Regions from separate parts of the Sus scrofa genome. Here region 1 is linked to region 2. A link is a contact called in public promoter capture Hi-C data. All regions are on one chromosome and are shown on one strand. The core of a region is the stretch at or near the end of the contact, and the rest is flanking DNA. Distances in the headings are between cores, read along the strand shown.

What was found. Promoter capture Hi-C pulls out the DNA fragments that hold promoters and counts their contacts.
Region 1: a contact with region 2 is called in a promoter capture Hi-C map of fetal liver, with 2.4 times the contacts expected there. The contact joins the promoter of PHF19 here to the enhancer-like site in region 2. A contact is called at or near these places in 1 of 5 promoter capture datasets (fetal liver) and 1 of 47 Hi-C or Micro-C datasets (heart right ventricle).

The regions. Positions count from the first base shown.
Region 1 is chr1:260,918,503-260,925,810 of Sscrofa11.1, reverse strand. PHF19 (PHD finger protein 19) reads left to right here and starts at 6,035. Exons shown (of 15, transcript XM_021068142.1): 1 at 6,035-6,399. The coding sequence starts at 6,348.
Region 2 is chr1:260,804,315-260,811,443 of Sscrofa11.1, reverse strand. No RefSeq gene overlaps it. Among named protein-coding and RNA genes, the nearest start is that of FBXW2, 32 kb to the left of the region's middle. Within about 2 kb of position 4,108, at least 4 of the 83 cell types and tissues checked have an H3K27ac peak or open chromatin away from gene starts, as enhancers often do. A contact at or near this core is called in fetal liver, where this site is marked.

The DNA of each region.
Region 1 (7,308 bases), core at 4,786-7,285, 110 kb before region 2:
CTCCAAGCTGAATGCCACCTAGACATTGCCCCACAGGAATTCATGAGAATGTCACATATCACAGAACACTCAACCAGAAGGGTTTGAAAATAAATTCTGGCAGTAGGAAAACTCAAGAGGACTGCTGGAGATCTGACAAAAGCAACATGACATAAATCTCTCAGCAGGGAGGCAGAAACCTTAATCAAATTATGGCTCATTTGCTGATTTACCACTTAACCTTGAACAAAACTTTCCTGGATGACCTTGAACAAGCCTCACCTGCTCTCCAGATACCAGCTTCCCCATATGAACATGAGGAGATGAGCAACATGACCTGGAAGGTCCTTTCCAATTGTTGTGAAAACCTGACCCTGAGTCTTGTATCCAGCACCTTCTGGCTGCATGACCTCGGGTACCTCTTCAACCTCCTTAATCTCAGTTTCATCTACAAAATGGGGAACTCAGGAGTTCCCTTGTGGTGCAGTGGGTTAAGGATCCAGTGTTGTCACTGCTGTGACTCGGGTCACTCCTGTGGCTTAGGTTAGATCTGTGGCCCAGGAACTTCTCCACGTCACAGGTGTAGCCAAAAAAAAAAAAAAAAAAAAAAAAAAAAAAAGAGAGAGAGAGAGATTGAGAGAAGACAAAACTCTCAGTAAATATGATGTTGGTGGTCAAATCTTTATGTAAGATCCTTGGTGGAGCAAGATTGGGAACTAATCATTTATACTCTAAATGTTACACTTGGATTAGTGAGTAAATGTGACTTATTCAAGCTTACTGAGTGAAGGAGAAACAAATTCATAGAATCAAATACTTTTGTGATCAGAGCCACCTTAGAGATTGTCAGCATTTGCTCAGAGCCCATCTCTCTTTATTTTTTTCATACATGAAAAAAATTAACAGTAATTACAGAAATAGAAATTAGAAAAGAATAAGAAATAAAAATACAAAGCTCACATTGGCAAAAAAAAAAAAAAAAAGAAACAAAGAAAGAAATTTCTTGGAGTTTCCGTTGTGGCTCAGTGGTTAACGAATCTGACTAGGAGCCATGAGGTTTCGGGTTCGATCCCTGGCCTTGCTCAGTGGGTTAAGGATCCGGCATTTCCATGAGCTGTGGTGTAGGTTGCAGACACGGCAGGGATCCCTCGTTGCTGTGGCTGTGGTGTAGGCCGGTGGCTACAGCTCCAATCAATTGGACCCCTAGCCTGGGGACCTCCATATGCCACGGGTACAGCCCTAGAAAAGACAAAAAGAAAAAGAAAAGGAAAAGGAAATTCTTGACAATAGTGAGTCATCTTTTAACCCACTCTCTCTTAACCCCCTATCACAGACCTGTTAATATGTCCGTCCACCAACCCCATCACCAGATCTGGGCTTCTTGATGCCGAAGTCTGGGACTTCTTCATCTTTAAGTCACATCTCCCTCTGCCCCAACCCCTGCTCCGAGCGAGGGGTGTTGCCCACAGCATGTTCCCTCAATGGCTGCTGAACGTTGCAAGTGTGAATAAAGCTGTACTTTATTTTTAACAGATGGGGAGACTCATCCAGAGAAGAGACTCGACCCACCCCTGGTTCCTCAGCAAGCTTGTGGGGGAGGGCCAGCAGGATCTCCTGTGTCTCCGCAAAGGTGCTCCTGGGCTCTTAGAGAGGACACTTGATGGTCTCTCTGTTCCCCACAAAAGCCACAGGTACAGGTGTTTATGGCTTGGAAGCCAACCCAGGCCAGTCTGACCCTGTCAACACTTTCTTTCTTTTTTAAAAAAGATATTTAAATGGTGTTAACAGTCATCCTTTCTATTCTAATTTGAAAGGTCTTAGCACCTCCATGCCGATGCCATTATAAACTGACCCCCAGCTTCAGGCAACAAAACACAGGTCTGCCTACTCAGTCCGCCTGCTTTTAAGGATGACAGCAACTTTATCTTCATTATTCCAAAACTTTTATTATAATCATAATTATTCAAATTTGTGAAAAGCATTTTCTTCTTGGTAGAGCACTTTCATACATGCTAGCTGGTCTAGTACTGGAATGTATACTTCTAAAACAATTCTGTTCTCAAGAATTAGGATAGCGTTGGGGATCTCTTGTGGCACAGTGTGCTAAGGGTCCTCCTTATCACTGCTATAGCTCTGGTTTCTGCTGATGCAGCAAAAAAAAAAAAAAAAAAAAAAAAAAAAAGAGAGGCATTCCCACTGTGGTGTAGTGAGTTATGAATCTGACTGTAGGGAGTTCCTATTGCAGCTCAGCGGAAACAAATCCTGCTAGCATCCATGAGGATGCAGGTTCAATCCCTGGCCTCGCTCAGTGGGTTAAGGATCCCGCGTTGCTGTGAGCTGTGGTGTAGGTCGCAGACACAGCTTGGATCCCAGTGTTGCTGTGGCTGTGGTGTAGGCTGGCAGCTACAACCCCTAGCCTGGGAACCTCCATATGCCGTGGGTGCGGCCCTAAAAAAACCAAAAAAAAAAAAAAAGTTGCATGTTTAAACTAGGTGAATTTATTGTATGTGAATTATATATACCTCAATAAAGCCGACTTAAAAAGCAAGACAGTGAAAATCACAAGTGACTTTTCTTTTCTTCCTTGTGCTTTTCTGTATTTTCTGAGGATCCAAAATTGAAAGTAAACCTAGAGGGAAATGGATTCCTGCAAAACAGGAGACCCCTCTCTATATTGTGAGGCCTTTGCTGGTCTCCCCTGAGACATAGCAGAGGGTAAGGGTACTCGTCCCTACTGTGTGTGACCTTGGGGAAGTCCCACCACCCCTCCCAGCCTTCATTCTCTCCTCTGGGAACAGACCTGACACCAGCCATGCAGGCAAGTCTCAGGTGACAGACGTGTTCGGACCCTGTGAGCTGTGACGGCTCTGCACATGTGACAGGTAGTGCTGTGATCAAACCTCCTTTGCTATAATCTCCCTGTCCTACTGCCGCCCCATCGTTATCATTACCAAATGTTTCCAACATCTAGAGACTTAAGGAAACGTTTTGGACTTGCCAAGGAGAAGAATCAGAGAGAACACCTTAGGGACAAGCCACCCAGCTTTGTCAAATCTTGACACTTGGCCATATTTGCTTCAGCTATTTTTTTCCTAATAAAACAGTGCAGATATAATTAAATCCTCATGTACTTCTTTTGATCTCATTCCCATCCCCTCTCTTCCCAGAGGTAACTACTATTCTAAATTTGGTGTCTTTAATTTCCAAGCAAGTCTTAACACTTTCACTTTCTGACTATATCCCTAAAAATTCTTCTGTAGTAGAGTTTAGAATTAATTTTATTATTTTTATTTTTTGGTTTTTAGGGCTGCACCTGCAGCATATGGAGGTTCCCAGGCTAGGGGTCAAATTGGAGCTACAGCTGCCGGCTTATGCCACAGCCACAGCAACACCAGATCTGATTGGCATCTGCGACTTACAACACAGCTCACAGCAATGCTGGATCCTTAACCTGCAGAGTGAGGCTAAGGATTGAATCCGCAACCTCATGGTTCCTAGTCGGATTCCTTTCCACTGCGCCCTGGTGGGAACTCCAAGTTTCAAATTTTAAAAAATACTTTGTATCAAAGTATTCTACCACTTGATTTTTTTTTTCTAGACTGTCTCTATATTGAAGCTTACAGCCTTGTTTATTTTCCAGTATATTATTCCATTGCATAAGGAGACCCCAATTTAATCTATCTGCCCTGCTGTTGATGGATCATTAGTTTCTAATTTTTCACAATTATATGCTGAGTGAGTGGAGTGGAGTCATTGAATTGTAGATAAGAGCATCTTCAACTTTATTAGATGTGGCCACACTGTTCTCCAGAGTAGCTGGACTGATGTCCATCTCCTGCCAGGGGGTATGAGGATTACCAGGGTGCCAGGTCCTCACCCACCCCCCATAGTGACTTCTTATTCCTTGCCAGTCTGGTGGATCTGACATGGTGTGTCATAGCTCTTTTCATTTGCATGTCCCATGACCACTGAAGCTGAACATCTTTTCATATTTTTGGCCACCTAGGTTTCCTCTTTTGTGAATTGCCTGTTGATATCCTTAACCCATTTTTTTTTTTTTTTAAATTGACGTTCTTTTCTCTGGTTTGTCCACACTGTCAACCTACTTCTGCCAGATCCGAAGCAAACTCAGATCATGGCCCTTCTCTGCTCTGGACTCCTTGCCGCTCTCTCTAGAACACACACAGCTTACAACTTGCTCAGTGGTCCTGGTTGGCCTGTGGGCTGAAAACCAAGCTCAGCCTGGGACACTCAGCTCCACCTTCTCCAGCCTTACCCTCCGCACACCTGAACTCCAGCCCAGGAGACGCCTCTCGCTCTGTCCCAGGCCTCCTGCACACACCGTACCCTCCGCAGGGAGCACCTACCCCGGATTTCCACATTCCATCTAAATGCCACCTTTTCTGTGATAGTTACCCTTGCTCCTCAATTCAGTTAGAGTTACCTGAAACTATACCTTTCCAGTGGCTTTTATTGTTTCTTGTAATGTTTTAACAACTCATTTTGCATAGCACTTTCTCATTTACGAAAGCACCTGCTCCTGCAATATGCTAGTCTGTCCTCATCTCTCCAATGGTCCTGTAAGATGGGGTAGTATCATCACCCTCTTTGGACAGACAGGCAACATTTCTACAGGGGGACTGGCTCACCCAGAATTTCCCTCTGGCTCTGAGGCAGAGCTGAACTTGAAGCCAGGACTCCTCCAATGCCACATCCAGTTCATTGCCCCACGCCCTTCATAGTGTGTTTTTGTTGATGCCTGACTCCCCCAGAGACTGGGGCCCCACAGCTCCCAGTTCTAATTCTACCCAGGGGGCCCGCAATGAATCTATCACTTCTTGACAAAGTGCAATAATCATTTACTGCACTGGCTGCTGGGGGCTTTGCATATGTTAACTCTAACCTTCCCAGTAAATCAATGTAGATGAGGAAATTGAGGTTAAGAGTTAAAGTGCTGTGCTCAGGGTCCCAGGGTTGGTTATCGGTGGAACTGGCCTCTGAGCCCAGAGATAAGTGCTTCCAAGTATAATATCTGCCCTGTGCATCCTAAGGGCAGACCCACACAGCAAGAGAGCTCACAGCCCAAAGCAGGGGGCCAGGGATGGACAACTTGACAGTCAACAGGGAAGGGGTGGAGTGCTGTCCACTGACCACACCCATGAGGTACACACTCCCCTGCCACACAGGTGCCTGGAGAGTGTGATGGGAGCAGGTGAGAGAAGGGCTGAGGGGCAAGGGAAGGGGTTGACAAGTATTCTTCACCCCAGGCCACCTCCAAAGAGAGAGTCTGGATGTGGACATTTCTGCCCATTCTCCCCAGGGCAAGGACCAGATCCGGCTGGAGCCAGGCCCCTTGCCTCAAAGCCCTATTCCTATGACTCCGCATGTCGTCCGTCACTGTATGCCATTTATTTCAACGTTGTGTTTGTGTGTGTGGTATGTATTTGCGATTGTATCTGTGTTGTTTTTGTGCATTGCGTTTGTGTGCACTTTGTGATTGGTGTACAGTTTCTTTGTGTGCCTGTGTTTATGACTGTGTTGCGGCTCTATGCCTGTTTGCCCTACGTGTATGCCCTGTTTTGTGTCCATGCTGTGCACACGGTGCGTCTCTCCTGTGTATTTGTGTCTTTACTCTGTCTCTTTATTGTGTGTTGCGTCGTGTATCTCATGTGCTGTGAACCTGTGTTTGAACTGTGTGCGCGTGGATCTGTTTCTGTGTTGCGCGTGTGCAGACTGTCCACGCTGCAAGTGCGTGGATGTCGTGTGCTCCTGTTGTGCGAATCCCGTTTGGGTTGTTCTATGTCTATGTCTACGCAGCGAGCGTGTGTCTGCACCTCCCTGCTGTGTGTCTGTGCCAGCTGACGCCTGTGGCCTGCGCGCAGAGTTGTGTCTCCTCTGCAAGTGCGTGCCTCCGCGTGTGCCCGGGTCTTGTCTGCGCCTCCGCGGGGCGGCCGGGACAGGGCGCGGGCTCCGCGTTTCTGCGCCGGGCGCGCGGTGGCGGCGGAGGATGCGCGCCCGCGGGGGCGGGGGCGGGGGCCTGGGCGCGGCGCGGGGGCGGCCCGGGGGCGGGAGCCGGAGAGCGGGCGGCGCTGCGGGGCCCCGCGGCCGCGGGCTCCAATGGCGAGGCCGGCGCGGCCCCCGTTAATTACATAAGCGGGACGTCAATAATTCGCGGGAAAACGCGAAAAAGATGGCGCCCCGCGCCCGGGGGCCCCCTTCCTGAGCGCCCCGGCCCCTCCCTCCTCCTCCGCCCCCCCTCCCCGCGGCGCCCCCGCCCCGCCCCGCCCCCGCCGAGACCCCGACCCCGGCCCCACGGGCGGACACTCGGCCGGGCAGCCGCGGGCCGAGCGCAGCCGCCTCCGCCACCGATGCGCCTGGTGGCCAGACTCCAAGTGGGACCGGCGGATACACAGCCTCGCGGTAAGTTCAGCGCTGCAGGCGGCCGGCTCGGGGGACTCCCTGCCACACTCTCTTCTCCCTGCAGTCATTCCTCTTTTGGAAATCTCCCTGAACTTGGCGGATCTTACGACTCCGGGGGTGGGGGTGTTGGAGTTCTGGGGAGCTGCACGCTTGGGGCGGAGGGGGTGAACAGTGTGCGCGGGGAGGCTGGAGCCCCTCACCGGTCCCCGAGCTTTTTGAGGGTGTGTGTGACAGATCGCTATTCCCGAGCCCCAAATCTTTACTTTTTCTTTTGGGGCGGGGTGTTTGGAGACCGATGGGAGCGTTTGGGATTTTGCTCACGTCCGAAGTCAGGCTGCGGCAGGATTGGGATGGGGGAGGCTTGGCGTCGGAGCGACTGAAGAGAAGAGCGCTTGAACCCGAAGGGGGTACTTCTGCAAGTTTTTTTTTTTTTTTTTCTCCTCCCGAGCACTCTTTTTAAAAAGCCAACGGCCGCCCTGGGAGAGGCCCCGGCGCATGAATCATCCTCGCTTCCTGCCCCCGCCCGGCCCCGCTCCGGGTGCCGCGGATTTGAACTGGACGCCGACGAGAACCCGCAAACAGGCATTTCTTTGCAGATGGGTTTGAATCAGCCAATCACAGCCCTCGGGGGCCCGCTCCGGGAGGATGGAGGCGCGGGTGGGGGGCCGCCACCCGAGGGCCCCGGCCCGGCCAAGGCGGGGGCGCGGCGACCGGGCCTGCTCCCAACGGCGCGGCGGGGGAGGAAGTGTCAGTTTGTGAACCTGCCGCGGCCCGGGCCCCAGGCCTAGCGGGCAGGGACCTTGCAGCGCCCGGGAGCCAGGTGGCAGGGAGAAGGCAGAGATTTGGACTGCACACCCTGCCCAGTGCCTGTACGCTCTGCCCCGAAGAAGAGAGAGGAACGAGGGGGGT
Region 2 (7,129 bases), core at 2,859-5,358:
GTGAGAGCTTCTGCCTGGGAATATGAGGTATTCATTCTTGTTAATTATGGTACAAAGCACTTACATTTTTCAGGTAGGAAAAGGGTTGCTGGCAGAGCTGAGAATGCCTGAAAGTACACTGGGGACATCTCTCTCCAAGAACCTCATCAGCCTAGAGCTTGACAATGGCCCTCTGAATGCTACGAAGTTAGGGTTTTAGAGAATTAATGGTTGGTTAAAGGATAGATTTAGTTAATACCCATGTTGAGACTCTAAGGGAATTAGGTGAAAGAACAAAATCTTTTTCCATCCTCCCAAATCTACTTCACATTGAGTTCTCTGCGTGAGCTCTGCTTGGTCCTCTAAGAAATGCAACCAGATTCGAAGCTGGGGTCCATTTGGCAGGAGCCTCAGGAGGCTTTGGACAGTGATGAGGGTAAATGACTTGTTCCTTTTCATCCAGCTGGAGCAAAAAACTGAGATTATTGATTAATGACCCTCCCCACTCCCACTTCACCCCCAGATATATCCAGTAGCTTCAGAGAGCAAGCGATTATAATTACAGTCAATTGTAGGAAAAAGTTTTTGAAAATGACAAACCTGAAGCCCGTGTAGCATATCCCATTTCACGTTTCGGTGGTGAATACTCAGGATAGCGTCAAGGTGGCGCAGCTGATTTTGAAGGCAGTGCTTGGAGTCCTAAATCTGATTCCTCCTCACAGAGGTCTTTATTTCACCTGAGCATTTTATTTAATTGCTTTATGGATGCTAGATTTCTTCATAGTATTGCCAGCTGTTATAAATATGGTAAACTAGGGAGTTTCCATCGTGACTCAGAGAAAACGAATCTGACTAATATCCATGAGGATGCAGGTTCGATCCTTGGCCTCGCCTCGCTTAGTGGGTTAAGGATCTGGCGTTGCCATGAGCTGTGGTGTAGGCCTGCAGCTATAGCTCCAATTGGACCCCTAGCCTGGGAACTTCCATGTGTCATGTATGGCCCTAAAATGACCCCCCCCCCAAAAAAAATATATATATATATATATATAGGTAAACTAACTCATCCTTTAAAAAAAATAAAGCAAGATGGGGAGGCAGCAAGAGCAGGGGGTGGGGGGCCCTTCAGTCTCCTCTCATGGTGTTGGAGGCTGTCTGCCCTCACACTGACTTCTGCTTCCTTCTTTTGTGAACATTCTCATATCTGAAAAATTCTTCAGTCATGAGCAGATAAACTCCCTCCTTTATGAGCATTGGATGTCTTTTTTTTCTTTTTTTGTCTTTTTGCCTTTTCTAGGGCTGCTCCTACGGCATATGGAGGTTTCTTGAGTGAGCCTGCTGTGGTAGAAGGGGGCTGATCTCCTCTCGGGTTCAAATGGGGAAGCATCACATCTTCAGGCTCCAGTGGGAGGATGGGGTCCATCAGAGCTGAGTTGAGTGTGAGATTCTAGCAGATTCTGTTCCCATTCCAAAAGAAGGGAGATTCCTCCAGCCAGCCCCATCATTTGAAGTAATAAGTGTTGTCTAAACCAGTTCTATCTAATCTGACCTCTTAGACCTATCAGAGAAGTCGGAAGACTTCTTCCAGGAGAGGGTCTAGACTTCGAAGGAGTTCCACAGGAAGGGACAGCTTTTAAATGGAAGGTGGAGAATATTGCTATTAAATTTTAAGGTGTACACTTCATTTTTCATAGTTTAAAATGAATCTGTTCTGGCCATTGAAAATGTGTAGAAAATGTGAGTGAGGATTATATACTCATTCTAGTATCTGCTCTGAGGAGAATGATTACTGCTCTGCCTTTGTAAAACATTTTAGGGAGAAAAGAAATACTTAGGAAACAGTATTATGTTATTAGACATGAAGAAATTGTTTCTGTTAGGTGAAACGTTTTGACCAAACAGAAGCAGCTAAGGAGAGTGGAGCCTGGCTTCACATGTTGCTTTGGCCAACTCACCAGCTCCTTAAGCCCTGATTGTTGCCCTGGCTTCTTGGGAGCCTAGAGGTGAATCTTCCTACCATCACCTTCCAGCTCTCCATGCCTCCTTGTCTGGGCCCTTGTCGGGCCTTGTTGTCTGAGCCACTTGCCGTGCTCTGTGGGGAAGTGTGCAGTCAGATTGCTACCCTAGGATGCAGCCGGGGCCAGGGCACACTCACCTGTGCCTTTAGGGCCATAGAGTTGTCAGGATGGGGAAGAGGCCCCTGAGGACTGTCCCCTTGACACAGCCTTCCTACCTGGTTATGCTGGTGCTTGCCGAGATATTTAAGACAACCAAGACACTCTTGAGAATTCTACAGTCCCCAGATAGAGTGTCTGAAGGAGGGAACAGGTTAGCATCCTCGACAGAAATGCCTGCCAGCCATCATTTGGCAGTGTCCTGATCCAAGGCTCCCTGTGCCTATTCTAGGAAAGTGAATTTTTTTCAGGATAAACCCTCAAATGTATTACTAGATCGTCTTTGTACCATTCCCGTCAGCCTAGTAAGGCTGAATGATCATGCTCAAGGCAAAAAGGTCCTTTGCTGTCAAAGTTGTTTCAGTGTGTTTCCAGTCTTCTCCAGAATGGCTTAGTTGCTTAAAACTAGTACTTCAGTCTTGACCAGTGTGATAACAAAACCTCCTTTATTGCAGCTTAAATAATTCACAGCTACTTCCACTCTTCATGAACATGCTCAAATAAAAATGTGTTTTCTTGTATTTAAACCTGGAAAATTACGAATTCAGATGACAAAAGCTCATCATTGGTGTCTGTATACTCAAATGGTGAACAGCCATATTTCACTAATTTCGACTTAGTACACTCTTGATGAGAAGGCTCAGGTTGAAAAAGGCTGGACTCACCAATCCTACATCTACAGCGATGTGTAACTCACGTTTCACTCATTTGATGTATGTTGTGATCCGGGGGGGAATGACGTGACGTTTATGTTTGAACTGTCTCTGTGGGGTGGGTGGGCAGGGGAAAAGGGCTTGCTTACGCACATAGTGGAGTGATTGTGGAACAAGATGTCTCTCTAAGATGAGAGGTTATTTTCATGCATCAGAGAAGCATTCTTCTACCCGTGAGTGATTGTGCTAATATAAATCATTATACCTTTACTTTAAAGCAAGTTCCCTCAATTAGGCAACGTTTGGTTAGCCACGCCCAAGTTCTGTTTGTACTTGAAAGAAATAAAGCTGCATTTCCTTAAAAATTACATTCTGTAGTTAAGACTATTTTCTTGCTTTCTCCCCCCAGCCAATCCCGAGGGAACCTGTCAAAAGCAAGCGTGTTTTAGAAGGCGTTTTTAGAAATGGACCTGCCCCTCAAGTGATCTAAGCTGTCCCTGTTCTTTTACATCTTTCTTCATGTTCTAGAATGTAGCTCAACAATATAGTGATTTCTGAATGAGATCCAAGAAGGGGAACAAGGATTTTGGTGCTCTTCATGAATAGATGCAAGTGGGAAAAGTAGCATTAGGCAGGGTCAAGACCTTGGAGTCAGCTTCCTCTCTTTTGCCCTCTGTTCAGCACATCCCCAAGTTGGTCCATTCTTTCTTCTTAATTTACATTTATAAGACTCCTTGTCATTTGACATGGTCCTGTGCCTTTGATCCCAGGTAGCACCATCATAGAACAGACTGTCCTTCCTGTTTTACAGATGAGAACTGAGGCTTGGAAGAGCGGCTCATTGCTTAGAGGAGTAGTATGTGGTGAGGATGAGGTTGGGGCCAGGACATTTAGCCTCCACAGACCTGGGTTTTTTTTCTGTCTTGTTTCCTTTCCCATTCTCTGCCTACTTTGGTCCCTTCGATCCGGACCTGGACCTCTGTCCTCCCCCTTCACCACTCATGTGTGCCTTTTGAGCCATCATGGACTCTGCTTCCAGGGTGTCTCCTCAAGTTTTTTGAGCACATGGCTCCTCTGTTCAGCCACCTTAATGACTCCTTAGATTTATTATCAACAGAGGGAGTCTAGATTTATTAACGTAATTGAGTCCTAACTCATCTCTTCAAATAATACATGGTCTTTCTTTTCCTGCTTTTGTACCTTGGGTCCTCCCTGTTCTTTCTACCTGTCCTTGGGCCAGCTGTAGGACCCCACTGACCTCCCACTGTCTTTAAAGCCTCTGCTAACCACCATCCCCCACTCAGGCAGACTCAGTGTTTTGTTCCAGGATAGGTAGTTGTGCAATTCATTTGGCGATTCATCATGTAGTACCTTTTGCAGTTGGCAAACAATTAACTTTTACCCTTAATCTCTACATTTTTCAGAATTTAGTAGGTGAATCCATTGTATTTCCAGCAGCATTTTAGAATTGGGTTCTTAAACGATGCTCAATAAATTCTTGATATTTTAATAAGTTCCATGGATTATCTTAGGGGCTACATGTTATGGAGGAAAAATAACTTGAGAATATCAGAGCTTTAAGAAAAATGAAAGATCAATTACACACAGCTCTTCTCTTAGACTTCCCTGTTCTGCCGTATTCTGTAAACATTCTGAGTACACTTGCACAGAATGTTTGATGATCATTCTGATTAGACATGAGTTGTCCTTGCCAGTGGGGTGTTTCTGTCCTTTGCATTTTAACCGCATGTTCTGTTCTCTTTGTGGCAGAGATAATCTGACAATAACACAAACCTATGGAGAAAATTACCCAGACGCCTTTATTATAATGACTTTTAGTATTCTCTTCTACTCCTTATGCATGTGTATGTGTAGGTTTATGTGATTACAAATCATTGTTTTGTATTATGCTGTCAGCAATGTGCTCTAAATCTTGGCAATTACTGTAATACTTTGTAACATTTCTTTATTGCATATAATTTGCTAATCATTCTTGTTTTGGTGGATAATTAAGTAGTTTCCAGTTTTGCTTTTTGGATAATTCCACAGAGAACTTCTTTGCACATTATTTTCTTAGAACAAGTTCCCAGTAGATGACTTACTGGTGAAAACAGAAGAAATTTTTTCTTAGTTTTTTGTTGTTGTTATAGACACAGAAGAGAGCATAAAACACACAAAGGTTATTGAGTAGTTGTAGAGTGAATACCTGTCCAACCACTATCCAAGTCAAGAAAGAACAGTTCTGGCCCCCTAGAAACCTCCATTCCAGGAAGGAACACTTCATGGCCTTTGCTTCAGATTTATCATGTGGCTTTCCAAATAGGTTAAAGGGATTTATGTTGTCACCTTGCTGGATTGAGTCTGTGTTCAACACAACGTCATCAGTGTTCAGTAGTTATTTTAAATGTTGGTCCATTAAGTAGGTATAAAGAAGATATCCCAGGAGTTCCTGTTGTGGCTCAGCAGAAATGAATCCAACTAGTATCCATGACGATGCAGGTTCGGTCACCGGCCTCACTCAGTGGGCTGGGGATCCAGTGTTGCTGTGAGCTGTAGTGTAGGCCAGCAGCTGCACTGCGCTCTGATCTGACCCCTAGCCTGGGAAATTCCATGTGTCATGCGTGCGGCACTAAAAAAAAAAAAAAAAAAAAAAAATTCCCGAGGTTGCTATTATTGTTATTTAACATGAAGACATTTTTATGTGTGCTTATTTGTATTTCTTTTGAATTCTGTCTTCCTCTTTTACCCATTCTTTTTTAATTTTTATTTTTTAATATAGTTGATTTACAATGTTCTGTCAATTTCTGCTGTACAGCAAAGTGAACCAGTTACACGTTCTTTTTCTCACATTATCCTCCGTCGTGCTCCATCACACGTGACTGGATATAGTTCCCCGTGCTATACAGCAGGATCTCATTGCTTATCCACTCCGAATTTAGTAGTTTGCATCTCCTAACCTCAAACTCCCACTCCCTCCCCCTCCCCCTCAACCATGTATTCTTAGTACGTTTTCGAAAACTTGGGAAACATTGAGATGAATTACAAAGTTTCACTAATCTAGGAATCACTAATTTAGAAGTAGGAATTCCACCCAAGGCATGTATTGAAATTTTCTTTCCATAAAAAGGATTAATGTCAAGCAAGCCTATCAATAATCAGTTTACAACCCAGTAATTAATGTATGTCACAAATTGTGTATTACCTGTCAAAGTACAGCAGAGAGCTCAGCAACAGTACTGGATATATAGAACTGTCTTTTCCTGAGGAAGAGGTACCACAGGTGACTGATAATATTTAAAGGAAAATATGGGCAAATTTTTTTTCCAGGAGTTCCTGCTGTGGTTCAGTGGAAATAACCTGACGAGCATCCGTGAGGATGCAGGTTCGATCCCTGGCCTCGACCAGTGGGTTAAGGATCCAGCATTGCCTTGAGCTGTAGTGTAGGTCGCAGACATGGCTTGGATCCCGCATTGCTGTGGCTGTGGCATAGGCCAGCGGTTACAGCTCCAGTTTGACCCCTAGCCTGGGAACTTACATATGCCGCAGGTGCAGCCCTAAAAAAAGACAAAAAAACTTTTTTTTCCAAAATTAATATGTTGAAATTGAAATGAAGAACTCATTTTAAAGGCAACCAAGTACAGATTTCAAGAACACAGTCCAGTCATCCTAGTGTTTTATTTTTGCTCATTAATGCACAGTCAGGGATGGGGGTTGTCAGGTGTGCTTTTGTATTTCAGGCCTCTGCGAGTTCAGAGAGGAGATTGTCCATCTGTGAGAGTTTCACAGGAAAGCAAACATTCCCGAGTGTGTTGGTTCAGCAGATTTAGCCATGTAAGGAGACTCCTGAGCTGGTTGATCATTCAAGCTTTAAGGGCACAGAGCCTGAACTCTATTTGAGTGGTAATCAGAAAAAAAAGTTATGAAGACTGTGTGTCAGCCTAAACTGACTAAGCGGTTTTTTTTCTTTATTTCTTATTTTCTCCCCCAAGATACTGTGTCTTGAGAACAGGAACTATATCTTACTCTTCTCTGTACCCATGTTGCCTACAAGAGGGACTGGATGGAATGGCCCTTGGGTGGGTTTACGTTGATTCCTATAATCCAGCGTTCTCACAATGTGTAATTTCCTTACAGCACATTCACATCACCCTGGACTTGGTAGGAATGCAAATTACTGGGCGGGACCCCAGACCTAATGAATCAGAAGCTCTGAGGTGGAGTCCAGCAGGTGGTTCCCAAGCTGGCTAAGGTTGTGCACCACTGCTATTATCTAGTCTGTTCTGCCACCTACTGGAATCCTTAGGAACAGCATCTGGTAATGAGCAG